Regions from separate parts of the Sus scrofa genome. Here region 1 is linked to region 2. The links are chromatin contacts, called in public HiChIP or PLAC-seq maps. All regions are on one chromosome and are shown on one strand. The core of a region is the stretch at or near the end of the contact, and the rest is flanking DNA. Distances in the headings are between cores, read along the strand shown.

Region 1 (6,637 bases), core at 3,379-5,878, 500 kb before region 2:
CTCAAACTTATGATCAAACACCATAATTTGAAAACTGATGGGAAATCGAAATCTATGTGTTATATATACACACATACATAAATATCCATAATCGCTATGTCATGTAGACATACTTCTGAAAAGCCAAGTTTAATAAAATTTTCTGGGGAGTTCCCATTGTGGCTCGGCAGTAATGAACCTGATTAGTATCCATGAGAACATAGGTCCGGATCCCTGGCCCCGATCAGTGGGCTGGGCATCTGGCATCAGCTGCAAGCTGCAGCATGGGTCGAGACATGGCTCGGATCTGATGTGGCTGTGGCATAGGCTGGCAGCTGCAGGTCCAACTCAACCCCTAGCCTGGAAACTACCATGTGCTGCCAGTAAAGCCCTAAGGGAAAAAAAAGTTTTCTGGCTACCTAAAAGTCAAAATAATAAAGTTTCATAAAAATGTCACAATTTTTTGATGATATGATGGAAACTAATTCTGAGGTTTTGGGAAGCTTATGACCGTCAGCCTTTAAATCTTCATCTGGACTTAAGTTTGCATTTAAGAAAAAGGAAACAGTAGGCACAGAGCCTAAAAGATGGTCCTGGAACTTAATAAAATGGCACCATTACTCGATCAAAGCCTAGAATACCTGTTTTGGAGGAAGTGCATCCTGAGAAACAGGATCAAGAGTCATAAATTTTTTCTCCCTAACAATACTGAGAACATCATAGAGAACACACATCTCTGTCAGGGCACTTCTCAAATTGTTCCTCACTGAATCCCAAGGCCAAAGGGAAGGCTGAAATTTCACCAACCCTAAAAAGGAGGGGGGGGAAGAAAGAAAGATATAGGTATCAGTTCCAGAAAGCTTCTCCAAAAGAAGAAATAATGAATTCTATTTCAAACTAGTCCCTCTTTTTTCTCATCCCCTTCCCCCTCCTTGAACCTTTAACATTTCAGTTAGCCATTCCTACAGTGGCAAAACAAACATATACAATTTTCTAAGTTAAAGATAACTTTACAATATGTTAAGTGGACAAATAGCGTTTTAAATGTATGCAAGCCTTTCTTTCTTTTTTTTTTTTTTTTTTCTATCTTTTGTCTTTTTAGGGCCACACATGCGGCATATGGAAGTTCCCAGGCTAGGGGTCTAATCGGAGCTGTTGCCACCAGCTTACACCACAGCCACAGCAACGCCGGATCCTCAACCCACTGAGCAAGGCCAGGGATCGAACCCGCAACCTCATGGTTCCCAGTCAGATTTGCTTCTGCTGCGCCACAACTGGAACACCTCAAGCCTTCTTAATAACCTTTATCTTCTAGCATTTAAAATCTGAGTGATTGTAGAGAATTTCCAATATACAGAAAAGTACAAAAATAAAAATGATCTTAACGGCAGCATTCAGATAGTAAACACTATTAATACATCCTCCAACGTATTAATCATCTTAAAAAATTAAATTTCATAAATATATGCTCACAGTATAGAATTCAAACAGTACAACTTATACTGAGTAAAAAGTGAAAGTGTTTTATTCCCCACCCCTAATTCTCTGTCCTCCTGAGGGGGACAATCACCATTAACTGTTGGGGCAAATCCATGCAAATGTTTTTCATAAATACATTCCCACTTTTCTATTACTTGCTTCCGCCCCACTTAGTTATGTCCTAGAGACACTTCCAGGTTAGCACATATGGATTTACTTCATTCTTTTCACCTTCTACGATACTGTGGAGCACAGAGGTACAGTCGATTTAACCATTTCTGTGTAATGGACTGGTTGCAACAATGCTAGCGGTGTAAACATCTTTAACACATCTCTGTATACGTCAACTTCGTCTGTAGCTTCAATTCTCAGTCATGATATTAGTGGCTCAAAAGAGAGGCACATTTAAAGATTCTGACACATACTGAACTGCCAAAGGTTCTCACAAATAAGGCTCTACAAATTCACATTCTCAACACTGGGCATTAACTCTTAAAACGCTACAACCCTTAGGCATGAAAATAGCATCTTAATGCGGTATTTGCATCTCCCTATTAGCAAGAACTTAAATCTTTCCTCTGTGAGCTGACTGTTTATGTCTTTGGCCTGTTTTTCCAATGAATTGTCTTTTTCTTTTCAGTTTGAAGGGACTCTTTGAATATCAACCACTTGTATGTCATGTGTCCTGCATATACCTCTCCCAGTCTGTCATTTATCTTTTTACTTTGTTTATGCTACCCTTTTTTCCCATTATTACTTTAAAATTGTATGTAAATGGAGTTCCCACTGTGGCTCAATGGGTTAAGGACCTGATGTAGTCTCCCTGAGGATGCGGGTTCCCTCCGTGGCCTCACTCAGTGAGTTAAGGATCTGGTGTTGCCACAAGCTGTGGCACAGGTCGTGGATGCGGCTTGGATTTAGTGTTGCTGTGGCTGAGGTGTATGCTGCAGCTGCGGCTCCAATTCAATCCCTAGCCTGGGAATTTCCATGTGCCACAGGTGCAGCCCTAAAAAGAAAATTAAATAAATAAATAACTTTTATGTAATTAATATACCTATCTTTTCCTTTATAACTTCTGGGTTTCCTATCCTGCTTATGGAAGCCTCTCCTAATTTCGAAGTTAGGTAATTTTAACTTCTTTCCAATATTTTATTCTCATTTCCCGTTCAATCCTTGTCTAAATATTTCTATGTGAGGTTTGAGGTAGTATTTACCTTTCATTTCTGAATGGATCCCTAATTGTCCTAACATCAGTGGATTGAAATGTCTTTAAATTTTCATTTACATAGGGTATGTTACACGTAACTAAACAAAGAATTGTCAGTATTTTTTATTTATTTATTTATTTATTGCTTTTGCTTTTTAGGGCTGCACCTGGGGCATAAGAAGGAAGTTCCCAGGCTAGAGGTCCAATCAGAGTTACTGCTGCCAGCATACCCACAGCAATGCCAGATCCCAGCCGCGTCTGCAACCTACACCACAGCTCACCACAACACCGGAGCCCTGACCCACTGAGGGAGGCCAGGGATCAAGCCTGCATCCTCAAAGATACTAGTCAGATTCGTCTCCACTGTGCCGCAGTGGGAACTCTGGTACTTTTCATTCTTGACAATAAGAATGCAAAAAACCATTCATACTTTTTCCATAATCCTTTCCTAACTAGTTTTGTTTTCCTTTTAATCCATTTACTATGTAACATCCAGGGTAACCTTTTGTAAACAAATCATCTGTCTGCTTAAAAATCCTTCAAAAGCTTTCCATTGTCTTTGTAATAAAAGCCAAATTGGGAGTTCCTGCCTGGTGCAGTGGGTTAAGAATCTGACTGCATAGGAGTTTCCGCGTGGCTCAGCAGTTAATGAACCCGACTAGAACCCGATCCTCATCGATTCGGTTCGATCCCAGGCCTCGCTCAGTGGGTTAAGGATCTGGCGTTGCGGTGAGCTGTGGTGTAGGTGGAAGACACAGCTGGGATCTGGCTTTGTTGTGGCTGTGGGGCAGGCCAGCAGCTGCAGCTCTGATTCAGCCTCTAGGCTGGGGAACTTCAATTTGCTGCAGGTGCGGCCCTAAAAAGCAATAAATAATCTTGACTGCAGTCTGGGTTGCTGGGAGGTGTGCATTCAATCTTCTGCTGAAAAAAGATCCCACACTGACGCAGCTGTAGCTCTTATTCAATCCCTGGCCCCAGGAACCTCCATATGCCACCGGTGCAGCCACGAAATTTAAAAAAAAAAAAAAAAAAAAAAAAAAAAGAAAGAAAGAAAAGCCAAATGTTTCTCCTGGCCTTCTGCCTCTACATGATTTGGCTCCTGCCTCCCTCCTGGACCTCATCACACATTCCAACCAATAAGAATGTCTTTTCAGCAGGTGTTACTATCATCATCCACCTGGCAGAGGGAAACAAAACTAATACGCGGCAGATATTTGAACTAGGACTCTTAACCAGGATGTGCCACATTACAGACATTCTATGAAAACACTTCATAGTGACCGTGTTTTTCAAGAGCTCCCACTCAAGGAAACCTGCAGAAGAATAAGGAGTATTAAGAGTCAGGTGGTGCCCTCAATTTTCCAGCGATTAGAAAAAAGACGACTATGAGCTCAATTACTGTTTCGCGCGGTTACGTTCAAAATACTCCTACACACAGCATCTTACCTGGTACAGGAGAGGCAGTGACATTAACCCGCTGGTACCGGGACCCGGAGACCGGCCCAGTGGATTCGAGACTTACCTTCCTCGTCGTCCTGGTCCGCGCTAGACCCGGCGCCCGCCCAGTCCTGCGCATCGCCGTCGGCCCCCGCCGCCTCCTCCTCCTCGGAGCCCGAACCTTGGCTGAAGTCAATTCGCTGTGCCAGACGCGCCAGGTTCTGCGACATGGACAGTGGCTGCAGGTACGTCTCAGTGCCATCCAGGCCCACCTCCTGGACCTGCTTCTCGCAGGCCGACTCGATGCTGATCCGCACAGCTCGCACCCCAGACATGCTGGCGGCGTCCGCAGGACCCCTGCGCCAACTGAAAACCCAGGGAGGCAGTAGGGGCACCTCGGCTGGAGGCCGGAAATCGGAGAGCCTCGGAGAACCCTGGAGAAACCAAACACAGATCTAGAGCCGCAAACAAAGAGAACTCTGAGACCTTCCCAGAGTGCACTGCAGGGCCCTCCCCCTCCACTCATCCAGTCCCCCCGCCCCTCTCGGAATCTCGCGGAGGGAACCTGGAGGGCGCGGGAGTTCCACACTTCCGGCCGAGCGCTTCCGGTGAATCCCACTTCGGCCTCCGGAAAAGCTTCCTGGTCTGTAAGGAAGAGGCGTGGCCTGTAGTGGGCGGGATGGACCCAGGTACCCAAAGGGTAGGGAGGCGGGTGGCCGCCTTAAAAAGAAAGGGTAGGGAGGCGGGTGGCCGCTTTAACAAAAAAGGTAGGGAGGCGGGTGGCCGCCTACGTTTCTCAAGTGTTACTTGTGAAGTGACGTAGGAGGGATGAAGAAGGTGGTAAAGAGGTAGGGAATACAAGATGAATGGGTTCCTGGATCTTATTATCCAGAGACCTTCTGAGAATGCTGAGATTAGAGAGTTTACACCTAAAGTAGAAGTGTGTCTGAAGAGTTATAAAGAGTTATAAAATAAGAGCTTAGTGTAAGGAAAACAATGAATGGTGCATATCACTACTTAAAGTTATACTGCATAATTAGCTAGTTTCCATTCCTTTTCAACTCCATGACGGCAACTCTCCCGTAAGCATAATAGACACTGGCACGTAATATGTGCTATAATATTTATTTTATGCCTGAGTGGCTGAGAATAAATAGTATTTACAAGGTTAAGAAGCATTGGTATGGGGGCGCAGCCTGCTTTGACTCTCCTTTGCCTGGCAAAACAATAATGCTTTTTTTTTTTTTTTTTTTTTTTTTTAAATAGGGCCACACCTGTAGCATATGGAGGTTCCTAGGGTAGGGGTCAAATTAGAGCCACAGCTACCGGCCTGCGCCACAGCAACACCAGATCAAAGCCACATCTGGGATCTACACTGCAGCTTGCTGCAACACAAGATCCTTGACCCACTGAGTAAGGCCAGGAGTCAAACCCACATCCTCATGGATAGTAGTTGGATTCTTAACCACAGTGATAACTCCCCAGACTCCTAATTTATCTCTACCCTCCTTCCCCTTTGGTAATCATAAGTGTGTTTTCTGAATTAACTCCCCAGACTCCTAATTTATCTCTACCCTCCTTCCTTCCCCTTTGGTAACCATAAGTGTGTTTTCTGAATTTCTTTGTGTTTTGTAAATAAGTTCATTTGTATCACTTTTTTAGATTCCACCAACAAGTGATATATGGTATTTGTATGTCTCTGATTTATTTCACTTAGTATGATGATCTCTAGGTCCATCACGTTGCTGCAAATGGCATTATTTGATTCTTTTTTATTGCTGGGTAATATTCCACTGTGTGTGTATGTATGTCTACTACATCTTTTTCTTTTTTCTATTATTTTATTTTTTAATTAAAGTATAGCGATTTATAACATTGTGCCAATTTTTGCTGTACAGAGGGTGACTCAGTCACATATGTATATTCTTTTTTTTTGTTGTTGTTGTTGTTGTTGTTGTTGCTATTTCTTGGGCCGCTCCCGCGGCATATGGTGTTCCCAGGCTAGGGGTTGAATCAGAGCTGTAGCCACCGACCTACGCCAGAGCCACAGCAACGCAGGATCCGAGCCGCGTCTGCAACCTACACCACAGCTCACGGCAACGCCGGATCATTAACCCACTGAGCAAGGGCAGGGACCGAACCCGCAACCTCATGGTTCCTAGTCGGATTCGTTAACCACTGCGCCACGACGGGAACTCCATATATGTATATTCTTTTTTTTTTTTTTTTTTTGTCTTTTGTCTTTTTTTTGTTGTTGTTGTTGTTGTTGTTGATGCTATTTCTTGGGCCGCTCCCGCGGCATATGGAGGTTCCCAGGCTAGGGGTTGAATCGGAGCTGTAGCCACCGGCCTACACCAGAGCCACAGCAACGGCAACGCCGGATCGTTAACCCACTGAGCAAGGGCAGGGACCGAACCCGTGACCTCATGGTTCCTAGTCGGATTCGTTAACCACTGCGCCACGACGGGAACTCCTATATTCTTTATTTATATATATATATATATAAAATTTCCATCATGGTCTATTCTAGGAAAT
Region 2 (7,080 bases), core at 3,532-6,031:
TTCTATTTTTGTCTCATGGATGCACTATCTTCTTAAAAAAATTTATTTGAGACTATGTCAGAGGGGTTTTTTTCAGTTGTCTTTTTCTACTTATGTTCTCTTTCCTCCACACACTTAGTTTTTGTTTATTTTATTCTACTAAGTCCGTCATAAAGAGTTAAGCAAAACAAATTTCTCGGTAATAAAAGTTAGGTTATCAGTAGCATTTACTCCAACAAAGAAACTCTTAAGAAGACCAGTGCTGGTCAGCATGTTTCCTGAGGTCTTTAACAGAATACAGAAGTCATTATAGTAGATGTTAGAAAATGGTAAGAAATTATCTTGATATACATTGAAAACATAAGAGGGTAAAATGTACTTCAGATACATAATAAATAATATTTTATATGGAGGGGAATCACAGTAGAGCTGATACCTGGGATTTGGTCTGCTCAGCTTACATTCTTGGAAACTGTTCCCTTCTCTACATATGGTTTCATGAGTACCTACCACATACATGACTTAGTTCACCCCTAACTGGACTTGTCTGGGGAGGGACCCTGATCCAAGGTGATTCAATCACAATTCTTTCCTGGGAACTTTAAAAACTGAAACAGAAAAAAGAAACGAGTATCTTTCTGGATACTTGAACTATAAAATACAGAAACTGAGAGTTTTTAGGAACCATGTTCCTGCCAGGTGAACCTGAGAAGCAGAAGAGTTCAGCAAAAATCTACACAGATACACAAGCAGGTGCACAGAGAAAATCGACAACAGGAGGATGCAGCGTCTCAGAGACAACAAAATCAGCTGTTCCCAAGGCCAGTCCCGTCTCTGTCCTGGGTACCTCATTATCCTTATATTCCCCTTTGTCTGAAACCTAGCTTACTTTGGCTTCTCTCTCTGTTGCAGTACAAAAATTCCCACCTAATATGCTTAATTTATACAATGCATTCTATGAACGATGCAATGGACTAAGTTTCTAAGAACTTTATCTCATTAAATTTTTACAACAACCTGTGAGGTTGATTGTTTTGCACATGAAGAAACTTTTGAGATCCAACTACTGTTAAAAAAATGCTATTTAGATGGCCCACAGGTGTCTCAAATAAACAAGTCAAACAGAACCTTTTCTCTATCTGTAAAGTGGGGAAGGCTATTCTCACAGCTTGAATTGCTCTTCTCTCCACACCATCTAATCAGCTCCTGCATACCTTGAGATGTCAGTTAAACGTCCTCAGAGAAGACTGTCTTGGCTACTCAATCTAAAGCAGGTTCCCCAGTAGCACCTACTACAATTTTCTTCAACAACTGTAATTACAAGATAGTTAACATCCTGTTTAGTTCTTTTGCACACTCCTACACTACCATATGAACCCTAGTTCAAACCAGTGTTGTTTGCTATTACAGATCCTGCTTCAAGCAAAGTCCATGGCACAAGGAGGATGCTCCATAAAAGAGTTTGGATAAATTAAAGATTTTGTAATATCCTTTCATGTATCTGTGAATGAAAAATGTTGCCTGCCATATCCGTAAACAAAGGATGCCGTAGCTATCAAGCCATCACATCACAGCCACCGTGACGGTGAACACTGAGGGGACTCGAGATAGAAATAAGATGCTTGCCATCAAGCCATCAGCCTCAGCAGCCAACCCTGAGGAGATTCAGGATGGGAAAACACAGGATACTGGCCCCAAAAAACTGAGGGGCATATCAAAGGAGTGATTTCAGTGAGTCTGGACTCTTGCACTTTCCTACACACAGAAAAGCCGTAAATTCCTTAAGATGTCTTTTCTTTTTTTTTCAATTAAAAAAAATATTTTTTTGTCTTTTTAGGGACGCACCTGTGGCATATGGAGGTTCCCAGGCTAGAGGCCGAACCTGAGCTGAAGCTGCCAGCCTACACCACAGCTCACAGCAATGCTGGATCCTGAACCCACTCAGCAGCCCAGGGATTCAACCCGCTTCCTCATGGATACTAGTGGGGTTTGTTAACCACGGAGCCACGACGAGAATGCTGGAGAGGTCTGCTTTTCTTTAATTAATAGTAATCGTGGTTGGCCTTAAAAAGACAAAAGACAAACCAAACCAAACCAAAAAAAGTAATCTTGATGTTTTGACTACCTGGTCTTTATTGAAAGAACCCCTTTATGCTTGGGTCCTCCCTCACCTCTTCAGAGCCGTTCCCCAGAGCTATCTGAGAAGCTGTCTCCCCGTCTTGACCTCCCCAAAATATCTACCGAATAAAACAAAATTTTCAGCTTTTAGCTCGTGCGTTTTCTTTCAGCTGCCATATCTCTGAGGCTATATGCAGCAACTTTCAACACCTATTTCCCGAGCCACTGGAACATGGCACTCTGCTAGGCCTGGTTGAGACACACAGAAAAAAACTACAGCAACTCTCCTGCAGGCATTCACAGTAGAGCATAAGCCTCAGCCAGAGAAATAATGATGATGCAAGGGGAGAAGGGTTACCACAGAGCTATGAACAAAGTAAGGTGGTGACAAAGGAGGAAGTCAATGAGACATGATCCAGGAAGTTCAAGTGAGGCAAAGAAAGGCATGGCCAGGATTCCAACAGTCAGATTCTTTATAATGTCTCTATGCTAACACAGCTTTCCTCTATACTCTCCTCCAGTTTACAAGTTCTGGAGCAGTGAAATGCGAAACCATATAATTCTCTTGAGTTTTATGATCATCCCTTTCACCTGGCTTAGCTCCATACCAGTCTGTTAAGACACAGCCTAGCTACCTGCCTCAGCCCAGGCCTCCAGTAAAGGTTAAACCTTTTTTCCTTCCGCACTGCCAGATCTGCTTTTCCTGGTGCTGGGATTAGAGGACCATGGCTTGGATCCCTTGCAACACTCAAAGGATAATGGTGCTCTTTCAAGACACTGTCCCAGGTGTTCTCATTACAATGGGTGACTGTCTTCTCTCCCACTGAACTCTAACCAGGAGCCCCACCCCAATGCAGGTTAGGGACTATTCCTCTAGTTGATGAAGGATCCAATTCTTTTTTCTCTTATCTCCCCTACATCTTTGTTATGCCTAGGAACCTTTTACATAAAACCTTTGCATGTGTATATGTGTGTAGGTGACTGGCGCTAATCTAAAGAAAAACAAAGGATTTTGGCAAATCACTATTAAATCTACAAAGGATGCAACAGGAGGAAAGATATAGTTCTTATGTAACTGTGTACTTTTAAAATCTCAGTATTTTAAATATTTATCATCGCCATGTAGTTACACCAGTGACCCTAGAATTAGACACCCCCTCCAAAAAAATTATTTTCCTTAGAAGACCCAATGAAATAGAACAGACAAAAAGAAAAAGTCTTGTTTTGTGTTCTGACTTGAAAGAACTATGAGATGGGAAAAAAAAAGAGAAATTGCTAAATTAAAACTTCTCCATTTCTATCCAAAAGCCTGCTTCATCCACTGATGAGTATTAATTGGTACCCACCTGAGGGGCCAGCTTTGCATTGAGAACCCCAACTCTAGTTGCGGATGGAATTCCATCTCTGTCATTTATTACTTAACTCTGTGTGCGTAGCTCCCGCATCTGTAAAATGGACACATACATTAGGATTATCTCACGGGTTTGTCAACTGAATAAAAAGTCAATGCATGTATCGTGCTTAAGAATATCTGATGGAGAATATTTAATCTTAACTTCAATTTCCTTTCAGCACTGCGGTTAACGCCAAGTGTCTTTGAAGGGCACTGAAAAATTCCTAAAGTGAAACTATTTGACTAAATTAAATGCTACTTGAGGTCACCCTATATCTCTAAATAGAGGCACAAAGGGATAACCAAGGAGTAGCCGGAACTCCAACACAGCCTTCTCGGTGCCTTAGAGAATGTTAAAGCCTTACAAATAGATGGGTTCCTCAAAATTAAGTTCGCAGTCATCTGCAAAGCTGTCTCCCCGCCTCCGCCCCCACCGGAGAGCTATAGGCCCGGGTCTCTGTCAGCTCTAAGCGCCCAACCCCAGTTATCTCCAAAACGCCCCTCGTCTCTGGTCACCCTGCCATTCTCCAGACCCGCCTCCGCCCACTCAGGTCTTCCACTCCGAGCTCGGCTCACTGGCAGCGCCCCAGAGCCCAAGGCGGGCCCCGCGCTGGGGCGCCTCCGCCGGGCCGGGCCGGGCCGGGCTGCCCCACTGCGCATGCTCCCCGCCGCGCGGGTGGGGTGCGCGGGGCCGGGGAGGTCTCGGCCTGACGCCGGCCACGCAGCAGCGGGAGCGCGCGCCTCGGGGCGGCGGCGTCCTGGAGACCCCCGAGAGATGGAAGCGGCGGCGCCGGCGGCGGCCGAGGCGGCTGGGCGCGAGGAGCTCGGTGAGTGCTGCGCGCGGGCCGACGTGGCGCGGGGATGCGCGTCCGCGGGATGCACCGAGGCCCTGGGTCCGCGCCCGGCCTGGGCGGGGGAGGCGGGGCGGGCACCCTGGCAGCCGCAGACCTTGCCCCGGGCGTCGGGGATCGCGTTGCTTGTCTCTGGTCGGGGAGGCGCGCACGGTGGTTTGCCTGTTGTTATTGGAGTGGGTCGTGGCTCTTGGGAATGCGGATCTGGCACGGGTTTGAATGTAAAAGTGGCCGGGCAGACGTCCTCGGGACATGTGGGATGAGCTCAGGCGTGGTTGGTGAATGACCTCGGGATCAGCACCTGCATAGGAACCGGTTGTCGGACCAGCAAGCTGGGTCAGGCGGAAAGCCAGGCCCTCCAGAGGGCATCAGAATGAGAAAGAGGGAGAGAGGGAGAGTGAGAAAGAGAGAGGGAGAGAGGGAGAGTGAGAAAGAGAGAGAGAGAGAGACAGAGAGAGAGAGAGAGAGAGAGAGAGAGAGAGAGAGAGAGAGAGAGAGAGAGAGAGTGTGTGTGTGTGTGTGTGTATGTGTGTGTATGTGTGTTGACGGGTGGCGCCGTGCACTGGTGTGTGCGTCAAAGGCAAGCCAGAGCCTGCGCTGTGGCTGCTCGCACTGTGTGGGTTTTTTGTTTGTTTGTTCCCCCCCGCCCCCCTCCCCAGCGATGCTTTAAGGAAGTTGTCGTAGTTTGGATTTTCAACGCGGCAACCCCAGTCCGAGTCCATGGTGAATCCTAAGTTCACCCACTGCCACCCCAGGAGTGGCCAGCGGGACGTGCTGACCAGACTGAGATATGTGTAGCTGACTCACTTGGCAAAGTTTGTTTTCCTGCTTTCCTGTGGCCTCTTGGCGACAGGAAATTTACAAAACCTTGTTGATGGTTTCCCCCTGTCAAAAGGAAAACAGAACTGGGGATGGGGTAATAATAATATTGTTGTTCCCAGTAATATGTGTTGTATTTAGGAATATTTGAATTCTATGCTGAATGATTAACTGATTAAAAGAGGAGTTGAGCTTTAAAAAAATATTATAGTATTTATATAGTATAATATAGTATATATAGTATAGTAGAGAACATAAGTTGACATTCCTGTAATAATGTGCAGGGTACTTGGCAGTTGATTTCTTTCAAGTCACAGTAATGGTAGAAGTGAATAGTAACGTTTTACTGAATGTTTACTGCGTGTTAGGAAGTGTAAGTGCTTTATATATGTTCTGTCTCTTAATCCTCACGACAGTGGGTGAGGTAGGTGGAATTATGATCCCTTTTTTATAGATACAGTAATTTTAAGCTCATTAATGGCCATACTCAGCTATGGACTCAGGTTCATCTGTTTTAAGTTCATTAATAACCCATTTTAGTGAGGATGTGGGGAAATGTGCATTCTCATGAATTGCTGGTAAGAGCAGTATATTATGTTTATCCTTGAAAATGCACATAATCCCTTGGTCCAGCATTTCTATTTTATTTATTTATTTATTTATTTTTATTGTGCAGCTGATTTTTTTTGAAATTGTTATAGTTGATTTACAATGTTCTGCCAATTTCTGCTGTAGAGCAAAGTGACCTAGCCATACATTTATATATACACTCTTTTTTTCATATTATCTTCCATCATGTTCTGTCACAAGTGATTGGATATAGTTCCCTGTGCCATACAGCAGGACCTCATTGCTTATCCATTTTAAAGGTAATAGTTTGCATCTACTAACCCCAAGCTCCCAGTCCATCCTTCTATCTCCTGCTCCCCCTTGACAACCACAAGTCTGTTCTCCATGTCTGTGAGTCTGTTTCTGTTCTATAAATAGGTTCATCTGTGCCATATTTTAGATTCCACATATAAGTGATATCCTATGGTATTTGTCTTTCCCTTTCTGACTTACTTCACTTAGTCTTAGAATCTCCAGTTCCATCCATGTTGCTGCAGACAGCATTATTTTGTTCTTTTTTATGGCTGAGTAGTATTCCATTGTGTATATATACCACATCTTCTTAATCCATTCATCTGCCAATGGACAGTTAGGTTGTTTCCCAGGTCTTGCTTATTGTGACTAGTGCTATTTATAGAACTATTTCCCAAGAAAATGTCACCTAACATACTTATATCAACTTATGTTCATTATGCTATTTACAAAAGAGAAAAGCTGGTGACTATCTAAATGTCCAATTAAAGAAAAAGCATTTAGGTAAATTGTGATATAGCCATATAGTTATATATACTGAAAAGTCATTTAAACTCACATGGGAAGATGTTCAACATATGCATTTTTACTAACTGAAAAATGTTTCTAAATTATTTTAATGTTTTAAAGTTATGCCTGTTCACTAATACAACACATAGTCATGGAATTTCTCCTAGGTGCTAGGTACTGTTTTAGGCATTTGGGATATATCCATGAATAATACAGATCAAGATCCCTGCTCTCATGGAACTTATAAGAGGAAGCAGACAATAAACAGTAAAGATAATTATCAGTTAATTTATAGTAAATTAGGCTAAAAGTGCTGTGGAAAAAAAGAGCAGTGTAAGGGACATCAGAAGTGAGGGTGGAGGCTGGGCACTTGATAATGTTTTATAAAGTGGTCAGATTGGACCTTATTGAAACGGTGGCACTTGAGCAAAGACTTGAAAGAGGTGAGGGAACCAGTCAAGTGCTTCTCTGAGGAACGACTATTCCAGGCAAAAAGAACCGCTAAAGACAGAATTAGTGAGGAAGGCAAGGAGGTGGAAACAGAACGAT

The links. HiChIP or PLAC-seq counts read pairs in DNA pulled down with a chosen protein or histone mark.
Region 1: an H3K27ac HiChIP or PLAC-seq map of alveolar macrophages shows a contact between it and region 2. The contact joins the promoter of MED17 here to the promoter of DEUP1 in region 2. A contact is called at or near these places in 1 of 5 promoter capture datasets (liver) and 2 of 2 datasets of contacts at active chromatin or transcription factors (alveolar macrophages and skeletal muscle).

Annotation. Positions count from the first base shown.
Region 1 is chr9:26,190,197-26,196,833 of Sscrofa11.1, reverse strand. It overlaps MED17 (mediator of RNA polymerase II transcription subunit 17), which reads right to left and starts at 4,628. Exons shown (of 12, transcript XM_003129786.6): 1 at 4,188-4,628; 2 at 621-787. The coding sequence starts at 4,437.
Region 2 is chr9:25,686,095-25,693,174 of Sscrofa11.1, reverse strand. It overlaps DEUP1 (deuterosome assembly protein 1), which reads right to left and starts at 4,781. Exons shown (of 16, transcript XM_021062630.1): 1 at 4,439-4,781; 2 at 3,444-3,542. SLC36A4 (proton-coupled amino acid transporter 4) reads left to right here and starts at 3,998. Exons shown (of 11, transcript XM_005667225.3): 1 at 3,998-4,317. The coding sequence starts at 4,149.